Regions from separate parts of the Sus scrofa genome. Here all the other regions are linked to region 1. Evidence: chromatin contacts called from public HiChIP or PLAC-seq data. All regions are on one chromosome and are shown on one strand. The core of a region is the stretch at or near the end of the contact, and the rest is flanking DNA. Distances in the headings are between cores, read along the strand shown.

Region 1 (2,794 bases), core at 149-2,648:
GTAAAAAGAAGTATGTTATTTCCAGATCAATTTTATATAAAATATCAAGTGGTAAATTGTTTAAATAACTTGTGGTATTTTATTTCATTGCAGCTGCCACTGGTGACATGCCGACTTATCAGATCCGAGCTCCGACTACTGCTTTGCCTCAGGGAGTGGTGATGGCTGCCTCTCCGGGAAGCCTGCACAGCCCCCAGCAACTAGCAGAGGAGGCAACACGCAAACGAGAGCTGAGGCTAATGAAAAACAGGTAAGACATTTCGTGAGAAACCGCAACCACTTAGGGGTTATAATTTATTATCGTGGGGCTTTTTAAAAACTGCTTATCCTCAGCTATTTCTCCCAAGTTTTGTGTTTTGTGGCATTTTGTGTGGGTTTGTGCTTTGTGTGTGCTGCTGGTAGTCTTCTAATCAGAGTTTCAGCCATGAAACTACTTTATCAGCAGGAGGTATATCCTTATACATTTTAGGCTAATGTCTAAAAGGTACATTAATTTTTTTAATGATAATGGAAGGACTTTATTACAAATATTCATTTTGTACTCGGTATTTGCTTTGTGAAGTAGGTGATAAGTGTAGTTTTTTAAAATTTTATTTTATGGCCACATTCGTGGTATATGGAAGTTCCCAGTCCAGGGATTGAATCCTGGCCATATTTATGGCAGTGCTGGATCCTTTAACTCCCTAGGCCCGGCCAGGATCAAACCTGCACCTCTGCAGAGACCCCAGTCACTGCAATTGGATTCTTAACCCACTGAGCCACAGTGGGAACTCCTGATAAGTATAATTTTTTAGCTTCTTTTAAGCAGAATAAATTGGAGGTGAGTTTAGATTTTTCTATGTCCATTACATGTAGTTTTATCTGTTTTGTAACTTTGTTTTTTCTCTATTATACTGAGAAAAAAACAAAATTTTCCATATCTAGTCTGAAAAATTCTGGCTGAGTACCAATACAAAGCAAGAGGAAGAAATAAAATTACCCGCAGCCCCGGCACAGAGAGAGAGACACCTCCTACGGCACGTACACTTCTGGTTCCCTGTCTCATTTTCTCACACATTTCATTGGCTAGAAATAGCTAAGAGAATCCCTAGCTGCATGGGATTCTGAGAAGGGTCTATGTTAGCTTCCAGATTTCAGTTTCAGAGCAGAGCAAGAGAGAAGCAGATGATAAATGGCTACTAGATCGCTCAGTGTCTGTTGAGCCGGTTTTCAGCGATTGTGGCTTCCATTTCTTTAGCTTGCACGTGACTTGCACATGAGAACAGGTCTGGTTATTCTCCTTACTTCACAGAGGAGGAACTGAGGCTCAGAGAGGTCAGGTAACAAGCTGATTAAGATCACGCAGCCCAAACTGGACAGAGCCTGGAACTAGAAGCAGGCCGTCTTTACCCAGAGGCCACACTGTGCCACACAGGAGTCACCTTGGAGACACAGCGGGGTCAGCTGCAGATTTAGCTTCCCAGAGAGTGTGTTGGATTTATTCATTAACGTGAAAGACCTCTCATGCGTTCTCTTTTTGGAAGGAATAAATTATTTGGCTGGCATTCATAATAGATACTGAAGTGTATTTCTCCGACCCAGCAACAGCCTTTATTTCTCTACCAACCTGCTCAGCTTTTCCACTTTGCTGTGTATTTCCTCCCCATGCTAAGGAGGCATCCAGACCCATGCAAGCCCTGAAGACCGAGCTCACTATTAATAGAAGAAACAGGTGTTTTCCATCGCTCAGGCCTCCTTAGGAATGTGACCGTCCAGAGCTCTGTGCTTAGAGCATTTTGACTCGTGACTTGCAGGCAGGCACATGAAATATGGAGTCTGGGTATTTACAGTAAATAGTACAGCTTGGTAAATAAGATTTTAAAAATTAGACATCCCGCCACACTGCTCTTCAATATTTAAAACTTTGTTTAATGGTTAACCTGTTGTGTAAAGAGACTGTCTTCCTTCCAGATCTAGAATTTAATAGAATGATTCCATCATGAAACCTTCGGTGTTTTAGTTCCTCTGTAGAAGAGCTGAATTACATTCCCAAACTGACAAATGTTTACGTGTACTTGGATTTATTCTTGACTTTGCCCCACGCATCATTGACATTGAGTTCATCTTTTTAAATCAGACTCGGTTCACTTTTACACTGTCAATTTTTCTGAGCCCCGGTGGAGAAGTCGGAGAACCTTGTGAGTTTACAGGGTGACGGCATTGTTCTCGGCTGGGAAGCAGGGCTTGAGCTTTTCCTGCAGTTCATTGGGATTTCAAGACCTCTCCTCTGCAGAGAAAACACTGATAACCAGCTGTTAGTGAGGGTGAGCTATCCTAAAAATAAAGCAGAACGGGCCAGATGTGGTGCACATGTCCCTCCTGGTTCAGAGTTAGAGCATTCAGCACACCTTTGTTGATGTATGTTTAAGTTATCTATTGCAATGCAGGCTTTTTGCTGTGATGAGTAGCCCAAAGGCAGTTATTGTCAAGGGTATACTCCAAAATAAAGCTGTTATCAGAGGGTATATTCTACAGAGGAGTTAAACCGTGCAGTTACCACCCCCCCTCTCACCCACCCCACCCCCCAAAAAAGGAGCAAGAGCAAATGTCTGTATCTGTTGGTTTGGGCGGGGTTATGCGTGGAGATGACTAACTCGGCTCATCTGTTTATTCGTGTGCGCTGCTTTGGCTGCTGGTCTGGGCTTTCTTGGGGCGCATCTGCAATGCTTTAAATCCCAGGAATCGGTTAGCGGATGTGTGTCTCGTAACATCCTTTCCCTGATTTCTGCTGTGGCGTCCCACGTGCCCGGGTTGC
Region 2 (2,794 bases), core at 85-2,584, 430 kb before region 1:
CCTGGGAGGTGCCAGGCAGGGCACACGCTTAAAAGACATGGTGTCATCCTTGTCATCCACAAAACTCTCCTCTTTCCACTGTTTTTCCAAAAAGAGTGCTTTTAATATATTTATATCAATGTCTGTATCAATAGCAAATGCAATCAAAACCTTTTTCTTAGCCAAATTACTGGCTGCTCCACCCATCCTTCCAGATGAGGCTATTAAGAGCATCATCCCAAGTGAACCTTTCTCTGAAAATATTAAAGACTTTTTCCTAAGCACTTCTGGGTTCTCAAGTACTCTCTGTCCTACTCTCGGGAACGGCTTAGAGAGAATCTGCAGACAGTTCAGAACCGCCTCATCAATTATGTAAATGTTTACATGTGCTTAGACAAATAGAGAGCCCAAAAGAAGGAAGGGCATCTTTCCGCAAAGGTGTCCTACCGAGCAGGGGCACAAGCTAAGTAAAACCACAGCTGCCAGGGAAATCATGTTTTAAAGAAAACCTGCCTGGAGGAGTTTCCCGTATTAATATCATCTGTGCAAGTGATTAATAATAAAGATCTCAGCCTGTCTTTATGAAAATAGAGAGAGCAATGCAAACCAGTCAGAGGATAATCACACTCACAGAGTCTCGTGAAGCACCTAATTTACTTCTAAATGTACTTCTAAATAAAAGCCAATCCTCCAAAAACCCCGGTTGAAGTATAGGAGGTATATTACTCAGGCCCTAATGATTTCTTAAATCCCTAGCATGCGTGTTCATGCACCATAGACTAATTAATTACGTGGCTAGTCAAGTAGCAAGAAACTGCTCGTCACTCTTTGCCAACACAATACAGTATCTAAGACCCTCAACTGGCTTTTTGTCACAGGACAGGAGTTAAGGCAGTATCACTACCAGACTCTAGATGGCGGTAGAGGAATGAGTCAACAAGATTCAACAGCTACTCAAGTTTCAACAGCTACTCTTCACCCACTACCATCTGTCCACTGAGGGCTCCTCCTTTGCTGTTGTTCTGCTCCTGGGCTTAATTACCTTCCCCTCGCCCTTAAAGGCAGGAAGAGGGGGAATAGGGCACACACACATAAATGGGATTGAGGGTTTTCGAAACTAAAGATGGAAGTTTTGAACCAGACTTTTGTTTGGAACTAATCTGAAACCAGACCTTGATCTGCATATCCAACAACAAAAACATCTGCCCCAGATCTTTCAGAAGCAATCTACAAATATAATTAACTATAAATAGCTAGCCCAGGAGTTCCCTGGTGATGCAGAGGGTTAAGGATCTGGCATGGTCACTTTTGCAGCTTGGGTTACGGCTGTGGCATGGGTTTGATTCCTGGCCCAGGAAATTCTACATGCTGCGGGTACAGCCCAAATAAATAAATAAATAGCACATAGCAATTACTGACATCTAGGCTGAGAAACGGATTTGGAAATCCAAGAAGAGAATCCAAACGTTAAAATGAACCAATCATTAAGGGCAAACCAGCCAGAAGAAACCATCTTTGTTAACTTAATGCTGACAGGTCAGAAATTAGAATTCAATATCTAAAGAAAAAAGGGGTTGTGCTCCAAGTGTCATTCCAGTTTCTTAAAATGAATCAATACCCAGAGCAAGCAGGGCTGGCGAGATCACTGGCTATGCCAACAGCAGCATGACAGCCTGGGGCTGCAGTGGTGTCACTTAATTCATTCCTAAGCCAAGAGAACATGATGCAAAGAGATTATTTTTATCTGCCGCCTCTGACACTGAAAAATGCATAAGGATCTCAGATGACTTTGCATCTAGTGTATTTGAGATATATTTGCAGCAGATAATTCTAAGCATCAATGTGCTCACATGTGGGTGGCACAGGACAAAGCCAGGGCGCCCCCCCCCCTCTAGTCCAGTCCAGTTGGATGTACCCAACTGGACTGACAGCTGAATGTCCAGCCTCAGGGCTATGGTCTTGGCAAACGAAGCTGAAAATGTAAAACTGAGCAACCATAGCTCATGTTTATTCTTAACTCCCACAGGAAATACATGTATATTATGCTGACTTTGTTAAAGTAATGAATCATAATAAGCTCCGTCCTCAGCAGGAGAAATTACCTGCTGCTTTAATGTTCTAAGGTCCCACAGAAGGGAGTGAGGGGGAGGGATTGAGTTTCTGAAAGCCAGGGAAAGAAGGGGATGCCTTGTTCACAGCCCTCACCTAGAGTGACAGATGCATCAATGAAGGCCAGGGCAGACCCAGCTAAACAGCATCTCAGGCAAATTTCCTGGCCATAATAAAAAAGTTCTGTTTCAAAACACCATCCTGTGTTGACCCCGTCCCTTCCCAGTACTGAAGGGTCTGCACTGGGATTTTGCCCGTGCTTTGCAGGTGCCAGCCTCCTGCTCGCCCTGCTCCTCCAACATCCCATGGCTGTCTGGGTTAAAGGATCTATCACTGTTCACAGCCACGTGTGTAACTTAAAGAGAAAGCAAAATCTAGTAAGAGCTGAGAGAGACAGACAGACAATTCTCTTCCTCCAAACCTAGTTTTAGGGAATTTAAAGGTCTCTGGGGGAGTTCCCGTCGTGGCACAATGGTTAACAAATCCGACTAAGAACCACGAGGTTGCAGGTTCGATCCCTGCCCTTGCTAAGTGGGTTAATGATCCGGCATTGCTGTGAGCTGTGGTGTAGGTTGCAGACACGGCTCGGATCCTGCGTTGCTGTGGCTCTGGTGTTGGCCAGTGGCTACAGCTCCGATTGGACCCCTAGCCTGGGAACCTCCATGTGCCGCGGGAGCGGCCCAAGAAATGGCAAAAAAAAAAAAAA
Region 3 (2,794 bases), core at 145-2,644, 390 kb before region 1:
TAGCCTGGGAAGCTCCATATGCTGTGGGTGCGGCCCTATAAAGATAAAAAAATAAAAAATAAAATAAAGTAAAAACTAAAATGTATTAGGTATCAATCAGATCAGAGTAATTAGTCTTTGGCTTTATTAGGTCAAGAAAAGTTTTAAACTTCCCACTTAGCACAGCTCGTTTCCCTGCTTGGAGGGGAAAAAAAACCCAAGGCCCTCATAAATGTTGCATTAGCCTAGTACACTGTTTTAAAACATGCTCAAGTATTGACCACAGTGATGCAGCAGAGGCCCTGAAGGTGCTGGCTTGGTAACTCCGCAGGGACACAGGACCTGGACAGGGCTGCTTCCTCCTGGGGCGGGGAATGGGGGGCCTGTCTTACACTCTAAATACAGGGCAGAGGGGGCCACCGTAGAGTGTTTGACTCTCAAGTTCCTGTGTCTGTTACTTCCAGGGCGATGGCTCTGGGACTGCTACTAAAACCCAGAGCCACCAGCAGAGGGCACTCTGGAGCAGAGGTTCCTTTCCTCCACAAAGGGAAAGAGTCCTGCACCCCAACAAGGCAGAAACGCCTTCTTAACTGAAACTTCATATTCAGCATGGGAACAGATTAATCAGAAATTAGAAGCCGCTCACGTGTTCATGAGAAAAAGGCAATTGGAAAGATGCTGCAAAACAAACCCAACAGCATTTAAAATATCCCTCCTTATAAAACACTTCTGCAGGGGGGGGAAACAAACTATGCAGAGCATTCGGAAGCTGTACCATGGTCTACAAAGCCACGCAGTTAAAATGTCCCTCCAAATCACGCCCAGGTGTAACGGTTTGTACGACCATCCACTCTCTTGTAATGACACAGAGGGTGCTATTCATTCCCCCTTTGGTTCTCCTAGATGACTAATTTTTTAAAGGTCATACATTTCTCTATTTGCTAGCAACATGTTTCTAAACTGATTAGTCAATTTCTAAATTTCCTTGTAAAAATTAAACAATATGTAAGACACTGCCCTGTTCCTAACCTCCATAAATTATTTTAAATAATTTGATTACTGTCACAGTAAACATAGCATATAGAACCACAGGAAATACTACAGTGAAATAATATGCATATATTATCTTAATTTACGTATGCATATGTAAGTTAAATTGGCCACATACCGTGAGACGTTTTTGTTCGTTACTGCTATGCCCAGTTACTGCCCCTCAAGGCAGAGCACCATGGTGAGGGGTGGGGAAGGGCGCCTGGGGAAGTCAGCCCGGCCGGAGGCATTTCCGGAACCCCTGCAACATCCCCAGGGTTCTGGATGTCCTGATCCAAGGGACAAAGACGTGCTGCGGAGCAAGTGCCCCAGCAGGAAAATGCCAAGGCTCTGAATCAGCCTCATGAGCTAAGTGGCTTCGGAGGTTCCTCAATTGGAAGGGAGCTGCTTCAGCACAAGGCAGAGCGTCCCGGAGGTAGCGCCCAGGCTCTGAACCTCGCTGGAGCCAACTCCTGACCCTGTCTCTGCCTTCCTTCCCTCGGCTGAGAAATGGAACAAGAAAGAGTCCCCAACGCACAGAGCAGTTAAACTGATGAAAGCAGTGGAAACCTTCAAAGCAGTTAAAAGAGCTCAGGGCATTTAGGCACCGCTCAGCCAGTTTAGCTACTATTGTTATAGCCAGGATGTTCCAAAAAAGTCCCTTCCTCAACTGTGTGGAGTATTGTACATTGTCAAACCTCCCCTTTGAGGGGCACAGCTCTATACAGTCAATCTATTCAAAACGGAGGGAGGGTGTGCGGAGGGCGTCCTCTATACATCATCCGAAATACCTGGGGAGCTTTCTTAACTGCTCTCCGCCCCCCACCTCGGACCCACTCTTCTGGAAACCAACACTGTGAGCTCTCCCACCTCCCACAAGGGTAGTGACTGCACAACAAGGTTCTCTGCAACCCAGAAGAGTATCTGCTTGGGGTGGGCTGAGTCTACTGTCACGGTTTAAAAAGAAACCCTCTGTTCCCCCTGTTTGCGGCCATGCAGTAGCTAAATGCAGCATCTAAGCATCAACTTCTCGAGACTGAGATTTGGTCCAAGTTCCTCCCAGCTTGAAGGGTCAGTATATAGATCATCAATTAGCACCTCGTGGACTTATGCCTCAGTTTAACCAGCAGCAGCCAAGTGTTTCTGAGCCAGATGCAGTGCAACTTCCCAAAGCTCCCTAAAGCTCTCAGTGATAACTATTTTTATATACTTAGGAGCTAGTAGTTTCCTAAAACAAAAGCTGTTCTCTCTTAGCCATACGAGAAAGGCCAGGACTGTTTGTACAGCGCCCTCCCTGAGCCCGGACCTGGGAGGGGCCTCTCCCACAAACACAGGGTCCCGGAGTCCTCATGGCGGGCAGCTTCCTATGGGTTTCTGCAGACTAGGACTCAGCTCTAGTCCCTGCTGTGCTGATAACTAGCTGCTCGAGCTCGGGCAATTCCAAGGCCTGGCCTTTCCCATCTGTAATCACAGAGAGGCGGCACCAGACCAAGGGCCCCACTCCCTTAGCACGGTACCATGCTGAGCCACAAAAACCAGACGACCCGCTCCCCCTTCACACAGCCTGCCGGGTTCGGCCGGTGTTCGGAAAAGTCACATTTAAACACCTTGGCGCAGAGGGACATGTGTGTGATTGGGTCACTTTGCTGTACCACAGAACTTGAAGAAACACTAAATCAACTCTACTTAAATAATATTAAACAAATAATTTTTAATTTTTAAATTTTTTTAAAAAAATTAAAAAACAAACACTTTGGCGCAAGAGTCCCAAGCTCACATGCCTGCA

What was found. HiChIP or PLAC-seq counts read pairs in DNA pulled down with a chosen protein or histone mark.
Region 2: a contact with region 1 is called in an H3K27ac HiChIP or PLAC-seq map of skeletal muscle. The contact joins two enhancer-like sites. A contact is called at or near these places in 11 of 47 Hi-C or Micro-C datasets (embryonic fibroblasts, epiblast stem cells, fetal skeletal muscle and 7 more) and 1 of 2 datasets of contacts at active chromatin or transcription factors (skeletal muscle).
Region 3: a contact with region 1 is called in an H3K27ac HiChIP or PLAC-seq map of skeletal muscle. The contact joins two enhancer-like sites. A contact is called at or near these places in 2 of 47 Hi-C or Micro-C datasets (mesenteric adipose tissue and retroperitoneal adipose tissue) and 1 of 2 datasets of contacts at active chromatin or transcription factors (skeletal muscle).

Annotation. Positions count from the first base shown.
Region 1 is chr10:57,891,008-57,893,801 of Sscrofa11.1, forward strand. CREM (cAMP-responsive element modulator) reads left to right here. Exons shown (of 8, transcript XM_021064986.1): 7 at 94-250. Among named protein-coding and RNA genes, the nearest start is that of CREM, 63 kb to the left of the region's middle. Within about 2 kb of position 1,399, at least 11 of the 83 cell types and tissues checked have an H3K27ac peak or open chromatin away from gene starts, as enhancers often do. A contact at or near this core is called in skeletal muscle, where this site is marked.
Region 2 is chr10:57,459,312-57,462,105 of Sscrofa11.1, forward strand. All of the region lies in intron 2 of PARD3 (partitioning defective 3 homolog), which reads right to left. Among named protein-coding and RNA genes, the nearest start is that of PARD3, 140 kb to the right of the region's middle. Within about 2 kb of position 1,335, at least 3 of the 83 cell types and tissues checked have an H3K27ac peak or open chromatin away from gene starts, as enhancers often do. A contact at or near this core is called in skeletal muscle, where this site is marked.
Region 3 is chr10:57,503,042-57,505,835 of Sscrofa11.1, forward strand. All of the region lies in intron 1 of PARD3 (partitioning defective 3 homolog), which reads right to left. Among named protein-coding and RNA genes, the nearest start is that of PARD3, 96 kb to the right of the region's middle. Within about 2 kb of position 1,395, at least 28 of the 83 cell types and tissues checked have an H3K27ac peak or open chromatin away from gene starts, as enhancers often do. A contact at or near this core is called in skeletal muscle, where this site is marked.